Regions from separate parts of the Triticum aestivum genome. Here region 2 is linked to region 1. The links are chromatin contacts, called in public Hi-C maps. All regions are on one chromosome and are shown on one strand. Each heading gives the region's core, a stretch centred on a gene start, on an enhancer-like site or on the middle of the called end of the contact. The rest is flanking DNA. Distances are from core to core; before and after follow the strand shown.

Region 1 (4,054 bases), core at 1,137-3,636:
AGGCCAGTTTCTCATGATAGAATCTCTGATAACCTAGCCAGATGGATGCACCAAGCGAGGGATGGATGAAAAGGAATGTTGATGGATCTTACTCCGCTGATGGACTTGCTGGAGCCGACACGATTCAGATTTCAAGGGTGTTTCTTCTTCTTCCCACACAACTTTTCTCGTGTCGGGATGCTCTTGAGGCAGAGTTGTGTGCGGCTATGGAGGAATTGTATTTAGCATTATAGAGGTGTGATTCTTCTATTGCAGTTGAGATGGACTCGCTCGTTGCAGTATAGTTGATCCAGGCACGAGATCTGGATAGATCAGTACACTCCTCTCTGGCCTAGGAAATTAAATATCTTCCCTCTCTTTATGAAACTTGTACTACTCATGTAAGGCGAACTGAAAATAATGTTAGCGATTGTTTAGCAACTTTGGTAAATTAGAGGGTAGAACCATCACGTGGATTGGTTCAGGTCCTCCAAGTGCATTAGAACAGAAGCTGGCAGATTGAAGGACATTATTACCAAAAAATACACCATGGAACTTAGGTCTAGGGGCACCTGAATTGATATTCTTTTAAGAAAAATAATCAAATAGTTTTGAAGCTTTGTGGCAAGAAAGATGGTCTAGATAATACTCATGTTAGAAGTTTCGGGAAAAAAATGAAAATGATTCACAACATATTTTGAGCAAAATACAACATAATTAACACTATATAAACACTACTGTTCACGGTTTTTGTAGCTGCACTTTTGTTTTTTCGCTCAAAATACGACATAGCTCATTTTGTCCAAATAATATAAACATGAGAATTATGCTAGACTATACTTGTCGCAAAAGAGTTCCACTTTTTTATTGATTTTTTTACTATTTTTAAAATTCTGTTTGCTTAATCGAACGTGCAATACTCTCTCCGATCCAAAAAAAAGGTGTCATGGCTTCCTTTTTGGATCGCATGGAGTAATTTTTTCACCCGAAAAGAAAAAGCTTCATGGAGCAAATTAGTAGGAATCGAGAAAATGAACGATCACGGATGAAACAAGAAAAGGGCACACTTCGGTTAAAGGCACGAAAAGAGTATTGTATGGTCGGGGTCAGGACCGGGAAGCCTGAAAATGAGAAGAGGCCGGCAAAATAAGGCTTCTAGAATCTAGATGCCATCATATGGACGAGAGGGAACAGACTTGAGTTGGAGCACGTCAAAATCACATATTAGTGTCGCCGAGAGAGAGAAAAAAGTGCACGTGGGAACGCATTTCGCTGGCATGGGAACCCAAGCACCAGCTCGATGGCGCTGAACGCCGGGACCACTTCCCAGTAGTATTATCTTGCATCGATCTTGTGTTGTACTCTGATTTTTCTTTTGGCAGGCTGTATGCATTAGTTAGCTATATGTACTGCCAAAGCAGCAATACAATACCCACGCCAAAATTAACAAGCTTTTTCTGTCAGGCAGAGTCCGTGTAAAGATACCGTGGAGTACTGACAGTGTAAGATGGAATTAACAAGTAGCCGCAGTGCAGTTTCCCAGCGACTCACATGGATCATTAATTGATGGATGGATGAACCTTGGCACCATCTGATCTGATGGATGGATCTCGCCATTCACCTTCGACCAACTACGTGCCTGCATACGTACGACAGTAATCGGTTTTTGCGCGTACGCTTGCAGCCGTGCTAGTACTTGCAAAAGTAGCCAGTTCTACAGGGTCTGTAATGATTCGACACGAAATAGTGTGTTCACCAGAGCAACTGCATGGCGCATGGAGTATGATCGATCGATGTAGCAAGCAGTACTCAGAACACTCCGCTTGCGCTACGGGTCAAAAACTGAAAAACATGCACAGAGCGGTAGTGTGCATCGACGTATCCTGGCCGTCCAAGTAGAATCTGATGCTCCAGTTGGATCGGTACCGAATTTAGCGAACCCGACACCTGCTACGTACATGATCACGGGCGGCTCGCTGGATCAGGCAAGCAGGCGGCAAAGTACATCATCATCATCTCGCTCCGGCTCCGCACATGCACAAAACAAAGGGAAAAGATGCGCCATGTGTGTACATGGGGCGGGAGGCAAGGCCGCGGACATGATTGGCCAGATCGGTTACGGAGGGCGTCGCCATCGCAGCCTCCGCTAATTTAATCGCCCCAAGACGTCGCCCTCCTCCTCTCGCTCCTGCCCTCCCATACGCAACAGCGTGAGAGGGAGAGCGATCCAATCCAGAACCCGGAGCCGGAGGCGGGACTGCGCGGAACGCTAAACAAACAGGCGAAAACGCTGCGCGCACACACACAACACGTCCATTTCCACACAGTAGTACGCGCTGCACCCGGTGGATGGCAACATCGTGCGCATAAACAAAAGCGTCCGTCCACCAGCGCACATATACAAACGCGCACGTAGTAGGGGGGCGGATCATTGAAAGCTGCACCCATCCATCCATCCATCCGCCACCATTTCCACCATCCCCCCATCACTCGACCCGGCCCTGTACTACTACACCCCCTCCTCCTCCGTTCCCCTCGCCCTGATAGTACACTCTGTTGCGGTAGCCAGTGATCATCACCAAAGCCCAGCCCACAGATATATACGCTTTCGGAAAGTGGGGGTTGGTTTCGCTTTGAGCTTTTTATCCGGGGCAGCCAGCCAGCCAGCCAGCCGCCGGGCCGGGACTTCTGTTACGAGTCCAGAGGCTAGATAGCTCCGCCCGTATCCGATTCCGCCGGGGCCGGGCGTGGATACCTAGGCTAGGCTAGGCGCCGCCGATGTCGGACTGCAGCACGGGCACGGACTCGCCGCGGGCCGACTCCGTCGACGAGCAGCCGCCCGCCGACGCCGAGTCGCCCGGCGGAGGCCAGAGCAAGCGCGACCAACCCTCGCCCTCGTCCCCGCTGCCGCCGCCCAAGCGGAGGTACATACACACATGCACATCTCGATCCATGGAACCACTCGAATCTCGATTAGTATTGGTTTACTCTTCTTGAAACAACGGAGGATTGAGTATGTTTGTTTGCCGATTTCTTGCAGCCGGAGATCTGTGGAGAAGAGGGTGGTGTCGGTGCCGATTGCCGAGTGCGGCGAGCGGGCCAAGACCAACGGCGAGGGCCCGCCGCCGCCGGACTCGTGGGCGTGGCGCAAGTACGGCCAGAAGCCCATCAAGGGATCCCCCTACCCGCGGTAAGTACTACGCGTAGATACAGCTTTGCAGGACAGGCTGGTAATTTGTGGCAATTAAATTATCACTTACTAAGTAAGTATAGGCTCGTCTGATTTGTGTGAATTGCTGTCGCGTGTTGTGTTCAGGGGGTACTACCGCTGCAGCAGCTCCAAGGGGTGCCCGGCGAGGAAGCAGGTGGAGCGCAGCCGCGCCGACCCCACCGTGCTGCTCGTCACCTACTCCTACGATCACAACCACCCGTGGCCGGCGCCCAAGACCGGCTGCCACCCCAACAAGTCCTCCCCGCGGCTGGTGGACCCCAAGCCCGAGCCTGGCACGCCGGTGGAGTGCCAGCCCGAGCAAGGGCCTGAAGCGCCGGAGCAAGAGCAGGAGGAGGAACATGAGCAGAAGCCTGTCATCGGTCTGGCCGACCCCGCGGCGATCACGACGGTGACCGCGGCGGCCGAGGAGGAGGAGGAGAGCTTCGACTTCGGGTGGTTCGACCAGTACCCGACGTGGCCCCGGACGGCGCTGTACGTGCCGGCGTTCGACGTGGCGCCGCCGCCGGAGGACTGGGAGCGCGAGCTGCAGGGGGAGGACGCGCTCTTCGCGGGGCTGGGCGAGCTCCCGGAGTGCGCCATCGTGTTCGGCCGCCGGCGCGAGCTCGCCCTGGCGGCCACCGCGCCCTGCTCCTGACCGTCGCGCCTCCCTCCCGTTCCGATCCCGTTTTCCCCCTTTCTTTTCCTTTCCTCCGGCCGTAGTTTTTACCCGGAGTAATTTGGAGGTGTAGTACATAGCCTGGATCAGATCAAAGGGATTTCGCTGTTCAAGGGTGTTTCCGCTTATTTTACTCCCTCGGTTCCGTCGCGCTCGCCGTACCCAAGGCCGTGCCCGTGCTTGCGCTG
Region 2 (4,054 bases), core at 779-3,278, 110 kb before region 1:
AAAAGGGCCTATTACTTTCTAAGCGCTTTACCTTTCTGTCTCTGTCCCAATTCCAGGACAGGTTTATACGACCTCTCAAGTTCCAAGTTCAAAATTTACTATCTACTCCCACTTTAGTGAGCTAAAAAGTCTTATATTTGTTTACAAAGAGAGTATAATATATGAAAAATTCATGAGGATAAAACAGATCCCTTGCTGCCCTTTTGCCCTATGTCTTCTCTTTTACTGGCTACGTTGATCATCATATTATACAAACTGACACATATCATCGCAAAAAGGAAAATCATACACAGACATATGTAAACGACATTTACTGGAACACGGAGGGCAACAAGGAAAAGTATAGATTGGTTAAATGGAATATTATTTGTAGACCTAAAAATAATGGGGGCTTGGGTATTATCAACACTTCTATTATGAATAAGTGCTTGATGGTCGAATGGTGGTGGCGGACCCTGAAACCTTTCAAAGGTACTCTTTCGTTCGATATCCTTAAAGGTAAATACTTTCCCTTCTCGAGCCCTTTGTTTTCCTCTGCTACGGATGGTTCTCAATTTTGGCATGATTTTGTTAAGGTGCGTGATGGATTCCGCGAGCATGTGAAATTTGTTGTCAACGATGACAAATCCACACGATTTTGGCTTGGCTGGTGGGTTGGAGACACCCCTTTGTGTTCTCTCTTCCCGGTTTTATTTTCATTTCTGTGGTAATCCTGAGATCTCTATTGTTGACCTTTCTCACAATAATTGGGATTTAGGCTTTCGACGATCTTTATCTCATGAAGAGTTGGAAGACTGGCACAGTCTTGCTGCCATTTTCTCCTCGCTCAGAGATCTCGGATTCGATGACTTGGCCTTATTCCTCTTCTGGTAATTTCTCGGTTAAGTCTTTATATCTTCGCTTGCTCTCTTGACCTCCGTCCTCAAAGTTTAAGGATGTGTGGCGTTCACGTATCTCATTAAAGATCGAAATCTTTCTTTGGCAGGCAATTTGTGGCAAGTTGCATGCAGCTGATCAAATTTGTAAACATAATGGCAGAGCTTTGGCTTTTTGCTCTCTTCATTCTCGTGTTGAGGACACTGGGTATGCAGCCTTGATTTGGAGTTGCACCCGGTCGTGGCTGGGTGTTAGTTGGGCTCCTGCATCTTGCACTCTCCTTCGAATTATCGGGGAATTCTTATACATTAATCTAGCCTTGGAAAATACGTGTAGCGTAATTGATCGACACAACAGAATGGAACGCCTGAGCTAGTAAAATAAAGCATGTCGGGAGCTGAACGCCGTTTCTTCCTTCTTCCATTTTCAGGCGAGAGATATACTCCACATAACACAAATTCAGGCGGGCGAAACACGATTGCACGACACCGCGAGCTGTTCTGGCGTTTGCGTCGTGCCCTATCACTCTTCCTCGGTCGCATTCGCATTCCCAATATTCTTCGTGCCGCAACAAATAAAAGTCAATCATAACGCCAGCAATCGGAGAACGAACGAGTCGGATAAGGCCTGTTTTATAGCCGAAATCAAAGCCAACTAGGCAATAATAAGCCATGTCAAAGGATAACAGTAAAGAAAAGAAAATGATGCATCCATGTCGCCGTCAGCTGGATCAGCACAGGCATGCATGCACTCCTTTTTGTTCTTCTCAAAACTGGCCACACCGGATGGATAATCCCATTCCACTTTTTTACAAGGCCATCCTCGACATGCAATGCAATTCCTCGTTGAAGCTGGAAAAGCAAAAAAAAATCAGGCGCTAGCCGCTAGGGTACAAAACCAGGCGGCTGACGACGGCATGAAGCGCGTCCGTGCCGTGTGAAGTTTCCTCCACCCGTTGCAGCGCTGCGGCCTGCGTCGTAACGCCGTCTCGCTGTGCCACCAGTTCTTGTGCGTGCGCGCGCGTGATGTGAAACCAGTTCTTGTCTGCGCATGCGGGCGAAGCTTCCACGCACGCGCCGCTCGGAATAACAGCTCCGCCCGCGCCTGTCGCCTTCCTTCGCCAGCGCTGTCGCTAATGCCTATCAGTCCTCCCGTTCCACCTGCTCCTCGGAAAAAATCCACAGACTTTCCTCTCTGCCTTGTCCGTAGCACAGTAGTGTGTACAGAACTTTGCTATGCCTGGCTTGCGATATCCATTTCCTCGGATTTTTGTTTTGCTTGATCTGCTTTTGCTTTTGATTTCATGTCCGTGGCGACTGCTGAGGCAAGGCCCCGTGATTAGGAGAGCACCATTCTTATATTTTGAATGGATACAGTATGACCGCAGACGCGTATGACACGCATTTTATTTCTTCTTTCTTGCGGAAGGAGAACGCCACTCAAAGGAAAACGAAAAACAACCCAGAAGACCAGCAGCTGCACGTCCACTAATTAATTGGCATCACCCGGCATGTCAGTCAGACAGGCTTATTTCTGAGATCCCAACGTCTCTCGTGTGCACCGTACGTAGTCCGTGGCTTCAGATCTAAGGATTCGTCGTTTGACTACGCAATGCAAATGGATGCATCGTCCGGCCAAGGCGAGATATTTATCTCCCTGGCCAAGAAGGAGTCAAGAGCTGGGCTGGTGATGCAAGTATAGTACTAGTAGAAGAAGAGGCACTGATTATTAATATTAATACTCCCCGATCCATGGCAATGTAACCTCCAAATCAACGATTCTTTATCACGGATGACTGGGATCGGTCGACGACTGATGAACCGATGCCGCTTCTTCAATTCGGCCGTTTCTTGATTCCATCGATCGAGAGATGCGGAGCAACAACGGTCCGCACCAGGAAGCGCGCACGATGCCTGCATTTAGCCGTTGCGTCTCTCTAATCGATCGTCCGCACACATGAGAGCTCACGTTTCGGAATTAGATTTGCATCACAGCATGTCTCTAATCGAATTGCTAGCACGACCCACGAGGGCGTGGCACGTTGGTATTTGCAGAAACCGATGGGAGGGAGGAAACCTTTTGCTTGGAGCAGCGAAAATAACACCCATCCTGTGATTCTTTAACCTGCTCCCCAGATCGGTAGGGCCCGGATGATGGAAGAGGATAAGGTGAGGCCGGCCGGCTTCCTCGAGCTGTTTAATCAAACTTCTAGTGGTGTTTGATTGAGTAGGGTTTGGTTTGGTAGTCGTGGTCACGCACAGGCTTATTTTAATCCTCGATTTAAGGCGTAGGCACATGCGGTTAGCCAGCTGAGTAGTAGCCAATCAGTAGTTAGTTGTTAAATCGCACAATATACTAGTACTACGAATACGCGTAATAGAGAATCAAACTACTTACTGCATGCCCCAAATAAGAGAGAAGAGAGCCGCGCCGAGAGAGAAGTGCTTCACCTCTCGCTAGAATTAGTGCTGAAATACCATTTTAGCCACTGGATTTTGGTGTCACTCGGTTATGAGTTACTAACATGGACTACTTATTTTAGTATCATTTTATCCTTTGGACTAGCTAGATCTATTTGGCGAGTTAGAGGATTACGGTTCAACGTCCGGCGATCTTTCTTCATTGGGCTAGGTTTTCGTCATGCAAAGTGAAGCTTCCAGTTCCGATACTAACACGAACGATGTGTAGACTATGATGAAGGAATGTGGTCTTACAAAGGAAGCTCTTGATGATGTCATGGTGGAGTAGGAGGAGGCGCTCCAGGCTGATTCAACCCGATGGATCACCATTGCTCAAGTGCACATGGACAAGCCCTATAGCTAAAACTGGTTTTACAAGAACATGAGGGCTGCTTGGGATCTGACCAAGGAGGTGAAAACTTGCCCTTTTAACAACATGTACACATTCCAAATTCTGTGCCTCGGTGATTGTGCGAGGGTCATGGAAGAAGGGCCTTGGACTTTCCACGACAATGCTGTAATGCTTGCACCATATGATGGATTCACCAAATCTTCCTCAGTTAATCTTGATACATTCGAACAATGGATCCAAATTCATGATCTACAAGATGGATTTGTACCGCTGCTAACATCCCTAGCAAGAAAAAGATGGGGGATTTGTCTACGACGAGCCTAAGTTGCAAGATTTCGAAGGAAAATTTTCTAGGGACCAAATTAGG

What was found. A called contact is a pair of places that touch in the nucleus more often than the background predicts.
Region 2: a Hi-C map of leaf shows a contact between it and region 1, with 7 times the contacts expected there. The contact joins the enhancer-like site here to the promoter of LOC100049033 in region 1. A contact is called at or near these places in 4 of 5 Hi-C or Micro-C datasets (leaf and an unstated tissue) and 1 of 1 datasets of contacts at active chromatin or transcription factors (leaf).

Annotation. Positions count from the first base shown.
Region 1 is chr3D:400,607,764-400,611,817 of IWGSC CS RefSeq v2.1, reverse strand. LOC100049033 (probable WRKY transcription factor 65) reads left to right here and starts at 2,386. Exons shown (of 3, transcript XM_044501860.1): 1 at 2,386-2,903; 2 at 3,020-3,169; 3 at 3,296-3,979. The coding sequence starts at 2,758. The coding sequence ends at 3,845.
Region 2 is chr3D:400,718,350-400,722,403 of IWGSC CS RefSeq v2.1, reverse strand. No RefSeq gene overlaps it. Among protein-coding and RNA genes, the nearest start is that of LOC100049033, 110 kb to the right of the region's middle. Within about 2 kb of position 2,028, at least 5 of the 8 cell types and tissues checked have an H3K27ac peak or open chromatin away from gene starts, as enhancers often do. A contact at or near this core is called in leaf, where this site is marked.